Regions from separate parts of the Mus musculus genome. Here region 2 is linked to region 1. A link is a contact called in public Hi-C data. All regions are on one chromosome and are shown on one strand. Each heading gives the region's core, a stretch centred on a gene start, on an enhancer-like site or on the middle of the called end of the contact. The rest is flanking DNA. Distances are from core to core; before and after follow the strand shown. Region 1 overlaps Jarid2 (jumonji, AT rich interactive domain 2). Region 2 overlaps Dtnbp1 (dystrobrevin binding protein 1).

Region 1 (3,620 bases), core at 710-3,209:
ATAACCTGATCAAGGTGCTTCGGTTTGGCTTGTTGATGGCTCTAATGTGAGCAAAGGAACTTTCTGACTGCTTTTTAGGCTGGATGCTCAATTGAGTAACTGTTGTTTCTGGCCAAGGCAAACCAAGTTAGTGTACCCACATACTGCAGTAAAATCCTCCTGAAGTTTTGGCACTGGTTGACAGACATCCCATTGTTTTCTGATAATAGAAGCTCAAAGTTGAATTGGCTCCCGGGAAGTGCAGCATTAGTAAAGTAACAAGCCAGCCAATTGCTGGAGCCAGTGCCTTGCTCAAGTCAGGTCACCTTGCAATAACATGAAGCTTACCTTTAAGTGCCTGGCTTTGTATTAGAAACTTTGTGGATCTCTTTTACTTCCTATAGTACACCTGTTATTTTCCCCCTACAGTGACTCCTCTTCTTCACTCCTCCCCGTAGAGGAATGGTATTTGTCAGGGATGATGTTCCTGTTAATTAGACTGTTTTATCTGTTCAGTCTGAAAGATCATTGTGTATATTCTTTCCCGCTTACCTTCTGTTTTTCTTCAAGCAGGCCCAGTTTTCAGGAGTAGCCCAGAAGGGTTTCTTCATCAGCTTGCACATGAGACACGGAGTAGTTTCCAAATAGGAAGCAACAAATATCAGAGACTGCTTTTTTACTACATACCTAATAACTACTTGCCTCTGTCATTTGTCCTGTGTATTAGGAGTAATTGCTGAGATAGGATGAGAGTCCAGATTGTTGGCTTTGTCAGCATCTTTCCAGGGTAAAACATTCAAAAAAGATCATCCTTGTTATATTTGTATCGCTTCTTTCTCTGAAGAACATAAGACACTCTATATACTTGATGCAAAACACTTGAGCATGCTTTAGAAAGCAGATGATGGGGGCAGCTGGTTTGTCCTTGAGGGAATCCAGCATAGGCGTGTTGGTGTGTCTGAGACTTTGTATGTGAGGGTTTTAGATACACCTTCGATAGGTTGCCTTACCCTGCTGAGAGCTCAGTGTTTGAACAGAGCTCATGGACAGCGCCATTCGTGTCGGACCCCTGGGAACTGTAAACGTGAATTTCCCATGGAAATACAGTTTTCCTCTTCAAACATCCTTGCAGGAGAGGACGTAGCTAACAAAACTTCTTTTGCCTGTGTCTTTCACTCCTCACTCATTTGATGGAAATCTTTCCCTTTCAAGAATGAAGTGACCTTCAATGAGAATATCAGCCTTAAGATTTAAAGACTTTGTTTGTTGTGGTATGAAACCACTTGTCTATAGAGCATTTAACTTTCAGAGTAAGTGTATACAAATCAATATATCAGTCTCTGTTCATTAATGTAAAGCTATTTGTATTCCAGGACAATACAGTTTCCTAATATGGCTTGCTATGCTGGATGCTTAAAGAAACTAGTCCAATTATTTCTTTTAATTGGGGACACTGTGTAGAGACCTTCTATACATTGATGCCTTTCTGTCTCATGCTCACAGAAAGTGAAGTTTTCTTTTTTTACCCTCTCTTTCCCTTCTGTCCCTTTCTTGAAAATCTTACAAATTAAGACAAAAGATAATTACTTGGAGGGATAAAACTGGCAGGTTCCCACGACACTTAAAATTAATGAGCTGTCGAGTACAAAATATACCTTGTCCTTGGCTTTGTCGTCTTTTCCCAATCACTCTTTTTTTCCCATTTAACACATGGCATGACTTTTTGGTTATGTTTGGTGTTGGGTGTATTGCTGCTATAAAATAGCAGGAGGGTTACAGCAAGATTCATTTGAAAAGCCTCTTTTGTTTGCAAATCAAAGTTTCATTCCTCCTTCCTAGGACATCTTATTAAAATACTTGTTAGCAGGCATAACTGTGTTAATGGCACTGACCTGCCCCTAACCCCACCCTCTGCACGGCTTCAGCTCTGGTTCCAGGGATTTGCTTTCCAGCAGGTTTCTGGGATTAGTAAGTCTATTTATATTAGTAAGTCCAAGTCTATTCCACTGAAATGACAGGACTGTGCCGCTCCCTTTCAGGCTTAGGCAGTGGAGGACCTTCCTTTTCTAGGTCAGGAGGACACTGCTGCCTGTCCACATCTTAGAACTGGGTTTTGACCATGATTCATTTACAAAGTAGTAGTGTGATACTTGTTGTATAGGCTTTAGGCCTCAGACAACAAAACCAGTTCCCTAACTCTCCTTACATTGTCACATCAGTAAGAGATAAGCATATCTCTCCTCCTCCCCAACACACAGACACACAGACACACAGACACAGGCTTGGGCAGGTGACAAGCTAGCCAGAAGCTGCGGTAGTGGCAAATCAGGTAGAATCTGGGACAAATTGTGACTGTGTTGAGGTTTATTCACACCCCATGGAAGGCGGGGGTCGGGTGGGGTGGGGAGGGGAGGGAGCATGAGGCATGCAAATGGTAAATGTGACAGGTTTAATGAACTCAAATTGTCATACTCTGTGTGACAGATCTTGCTCAGGCCAATTGCTGTTTGAGCATGGTGATGAAGATTCCTGAGGACTCGTCTGCAGGATCATGTTATCCTCAGTCTACAAATGAGAAATCCAAGAACCAAATCACATGCCCAGTAATAAATATCAGCGCCAGGACTTAGACTACTACTATGAAAAGGATAAACCAGGTAGTGGCGGCACACGCCTTTAATCTCAGCGCTTGGGAGGCAGAGTCAGGAGGATTTCTGAATTCGAGACCAGCTTGGGTTAAAGAGTGAGTTCTCCAGGATAGCCAGGGATACACAGAGAACCCCTGTCTCGAAAAACCAAAATAAAAGAACCAGGAGTATTCACCGTGAATAGTCTATCTTAGTGGAAGTAAATAAGATAGCAAAGTTGAGGGTGTTAGGAGTCATGTTCTTTGCTTTAGGAAATAAGTGAACAGTCGAATGTGCCATCTTGACCATTGGTCCCCTTGAAGTGTGACTCCTCCTCACAGATGATATTTTCATTTGTCTCAGGATCACACAAGTGGCAGATGTGGGGTTGTGATTGATGGCCTCTGACAGTGGCTCCTTCATTACACCTAGAGTAAACTCGGCATTATTACTGCTCCATTTCCCCTGCATCTTGTAGCATCTTGTCTAACAGAGGAACAATAAGACACCTTTGTTTCCATATCTAAATCTGTTTTGAATATATAATTGCTGGTCCTGGAAAGACCTTTGGTGTTGCTGCTCACAGTTAATCCAGATGTGAGAGATGTGAATCTCTGTCTTATGCTGTGCAAAAGTATTAAATTATGAGAAAAGGCTTAGAAGCAAAATTAGATTACTTCAATTTTGAAAACATCACGTGCCATGGAATGTCAGAACACGACTTAGTCCACAGAAAGCAGATCCAAAATGAATTGACAATCAGTAAAAATGTTGGATACTGAGCACAAATCTGTGGATCATAATGCATCAACTGGTAATTGATTTCTCTGCCAGTGAAATAAGCCAATTCATGCCAGATTAGATTATATTAAATACAGGTAATCTCAGGCAGGCAAGTTAAGTTCACTTGCCCCAAAGAAGGAGGCCAGGGAAGCCAGTCTCCATGGCAAGGGAGAGGAGCGGGTGTGGGGGGAGACCTAAATGAGCAGCCCAGCATTGCAGAATGTGCTAGCC
Region 2 (3,620 bases), core at 453-2,952, 76 kb after region 1:
GTTAGGGTTTCTATTGCTGGGATAAAACACAATGACCAAAAGCAACTTGGGGGGAAAGACTTTCTCTTGGCTTGCAGTCCATTACAGAGGGAAGTCAGGGCAGGGACTGAAGCAGAGGTTATGGAAGAACACCGCTTACTGGCTTGTCCACTATGCCTTGCTCATTCTACTTTCTTATACACCATGCCCAGGGGTGGCACCAACCATCACTCCTTAATCACTTGTCCACAGGCCACTCTGGTGGAGGCATCCTCTTACCTCTTTTGAGATGACCAGAGCTTGTGCCAAGTTGACTGTAGAATTAACCTACACACTTGTAAGCCAGTGCTGGCCAACACCATCAGGATGCTTACCAGGTACCACACACTATTTCAAGCACTTTGCTAACACAATGATAAAACAATGCTGTAGACACCATTACTAGCCCATATTACAAAGAGACCATTCTCTAAAGTCACAGAACCAGTATCCAAACTGTAAAAATTTCAAAGGCCCAAAGCTTTCTACCATGTTTTTTGAAACTAGCTGTACCAAATGAACCTTCTTCCCAACAGAGTACTTACCCACTACTAACTGTAAAGTCGGAGACTAGCCCCTCTACTTCTTAAATCCCCTAGGTCATATGGCTACCTGCTCATGCCAAAGACCTTCTGATGAGTGAGAGGATTCTCAGTGCTGCCCCCGACACACAATCTGATAACCTTGGAAGGCCACATGAAATATGTAAAACCCACTTCTACGAGGAATCACATGTACCCAACCCTTGGTGACCGGTATGACAGGTGGCTGTCGGGAGCTCTTTTTCATGTGTAGGCTGCACACCCTGCTCAGCAGTCCCTCAAGCTTGCACATCCACACCAACTGGGAAGCTGACGGTAAGCAACACCACTGTGATGAACTCTGGACAGTTCAAGAATCTCAATACCAGCCGGGCGTGGTGGCGTTTAATCCCAGCACTCAGGAGGCAGAGGCAGGCGGATTTCTGAGTTCGAGGCCAGCCTGGACTACAGAGTGAGTTCCAGGACAGCCAGGGCTACACAGAGAAACCCTGTCTCGAAAAACCAAAAAAAAAAAAAAAAATCTCAATACCAATCTCCCTCCCATGTGATTCTTAGAGCTGACCAACACTTGAGACACATCCAGACAGACACATGGGGAACTTAAGCCACCCTCAACATTCAAGAAAACTTTAACAACAATATGATGACCCATCACCTCCCCATGCAAAATGCTTTTCTTAACATCCAATCTTACAGTACTTAAGACTGGTGTATTCCCACTAGAAACCAGTGGCATTGAGGCTAAGAGATTAATTTTCATTTAGTAGGAGACAGGTTCAGGCTCCCTTCACTCTGAGTGTCCTACTAAAGGGATAAGAGCTAAAGAAAGAGCTGCTCAGTCACCTGCCACTGGAGCAAGGCAGCCGGGATTAACTCTAAGAGCTCTGCCCGCTGCCCCATTCTCCCTCCTGACAGGAGCATTCATGCTTTACCCTGAGCTGAGTCCTGCACAAGCATGAGCAAGGGACAATGTGACACTTCCCGCCCCTGCAGCAGGGCATGGACCTTCACAAGTGTTCACAGTTGCTAGGCATATGGCTTATTTGTGTATTTTACTTTATGTTCCTCCTTCAGGGGAATGTCCTCTCTGCCGAGATGAATGACTCCATGTTAATCAGAGACGGCACAAGTTCAGGAGGTGAGGGTGTGTCCAGTGTCCTTGGCAAAATGGTAAAGGCTATGACTAGCTAGCCCTTAAGGCTGTGGGAAAGCATGCATTCAAGAATGTGTAATTTCTCAATTATGCAAAATACAAGGATGGAATATGAGTTATATGACAGGCTAAAAGAACAGAGGCAGCTGCTCTATGAGCCGGCTTGTCAGAAAGATATGAAAGAAGGAGATAAAAAGATTTAGGGAGTGGTGATCGCAGGGCAGGATCTCACCCAGCTAAATTTATTGCTGATGCTTGCTTACAAAGGCAGCAGATCTCTGAGTTCATTTGCCAGATACCTGCTGAGGTCATAAAACGCTGATTCATGGGCTAGTGAACCTGGAGTAAAAGACTGAATTGATGCGTCCATAAGAGCCTGGGCTGTAGTCTCTGAGAGCTGCTGCCCAGAGAGAGCTCCTTCGAGAGTGAATGCAGCTCTGTTAGACTGTTTCTAGCAGGATTTCGGAAACATCCAAGCTTGTTTCTAGCAGTTTTTCTGACTCTGGTCAGAAAACTCATGAGCTATCCAGAGAGTGTTTAAATTTTTTCTAACAGAAGAAAACTGTCTCTAGCAAGGAGCTATCTCAAGCAGACTACAGAGCCAAGAGCTATCTACAGAGAGCTGTCTAGGGAGCCACCAGACTAGAAGCTTGTACCCCATGATTGACTTCAAGTCATTCTTTCGCCACTCTAAACACCCCTTTCTCAGAACCCCTCTCCAAGCTGCCCAGGCTTCTGACAGCTCAGCACTAGCCGGCAACACTGTAAATGAACAGTACAGGCTGGGAGCTCTATCTTTACCAATCAAAGCAGATGAAGAATAGCATGGGAAGGAAGAGGGCTTGGTGGGTAAAAGCATTTGCCTGATAACCAGAGGAGCTTTATGATAGCAGAGAAACATCTCTCACAAATTGTCCTAGCACTGACTCTCTCTCTGTCTGTCTGTCTGTCTCTCTCTCTCTTTCTCTCTCTCTCTCTGTCTCACAAACACACACACACACTCACTCAAACTAAACAAACAAATGTAATACTTTTTAAATAAAGAATAGCACATAATCAATGTGGAACACTTTGAGGTTACCATGTTGCAGCCCAAGTCTTAAACTCACCTCTTACTTTTCTTGTAGCTCTCCAGGTGTTGGGCCTGGGCCTGCTTGTGTCTTTCTAACTCACACTGCCCACACAAGTCCTCCAGGTGCAGCAAATGGTTCTCTACCTCTTCAAAACTTGTCTCTAAATGAGCTGAAAGTAAACACAAAAACGAGAAATAACTGTCAAGTCCAAATCACTGGCCAAGAAGACAAGTTTTTAAATTGTTGTTGCAGTTAAGAGCACATGCAGTTCTTTCAGAGGACCCAGAATCCACATTAGGTGGCTTGCAACTGTCTGTGACTCCAATGTCCCCTTCTGTGCTCCACAGGGGCACCTACACTAACTAACATGTACACATACCACACACAAACATGATTAAAAATAAAATAAACACCCCCCCCCTTAAAAAAAACTTTAAACTATTGTGATTGCTTTGTATTTTGTTACTTATTAAACTTTATTTAGGCAAAAGTAAACACACTGGCCAACATTAAAGCACACTTTAATTAAGAAGTATATTTCAAACACTTTCAAGACATACATGTTCAAAGTACCTTACATACTTTATTACTAGAATGATGAATGGAATATCCTGATTAATCTGATGTTAACTCCAATACCGCCATATACCACAACAAACCAGTCTGTTTGTTTGTTTGAAACAGCATCTCACTGAATTGCTCTATCTATCCTGGAACTTACTATGTAGACGAGGCCTACCTCTGCCTCCTGAGTTTTAAAGGTGTGTGCTACTATACCCAGTGAATGAACAAGTTTTTATATTATATAATGACAAGATAGCAGATATACCTAGC

The links. Hi-C and Micro-C count contacts between places; a contact is called where the count stands out from the background.
Region 2: a contact with region 1 is called in a Hi-C map of rod photoreceptor, with 2.6 times the contacts expected there. The contact joins two enhancer-like sites. A contact is called at or near these places in 10 of 484 Hi-C or Micro-C datasets (bone marrow-derived macrophages, cerebral cortex, colon epithelium and 6 more), 1 of 115 datasets of contacts at active chromatin or transcription factors (the HPC-7 cell line) and 2 of 9 other capture datasets (adipose tissue and embryonic stem cells).

What each region holds. Positions count from the first base shown.
Region 1 is chr13:44,890,617-44,894,236 of GRCm38.p6, forward strand. All of the region lies in intron 5 of Jarid2 (jumonji, AT rich interactive domain 2), which reads left to right. Among named protein-coding and RNA genes, the nearest start is that of Dtnbp1, 110 kb to the right of the region's middle. Within about 2 kb of position 1,960, at least 7 of the 459 cell types and tissues checked have an H3K27ac peak or open chromatin away from gene starts, as enhancers often do. A contact at or near this core is called in rod photoreceptor, where this site is marked.
Region 2 is chr13:44,967,224-44,970,843 of GRCm38.p6, forward strand. Dtnbp1 (dystrobrevin binding protein 1) reads right to left here. Exons shown (of 10, transcript NM_025772.4): 6 at 2,823-2,955. Among named protein-coding and RNA genes, the nearest start is that of Dtnbp1, 33 kb to the right of the region's middle. Within about 2 kb of position 1,703, at least 10 of the 459 cell types and tissues checked have an H3K27ac peak or open chromatin away from gene starts, as enhancers often do. A contact at or near this core is called in rod photoreceptor, where this site is marked.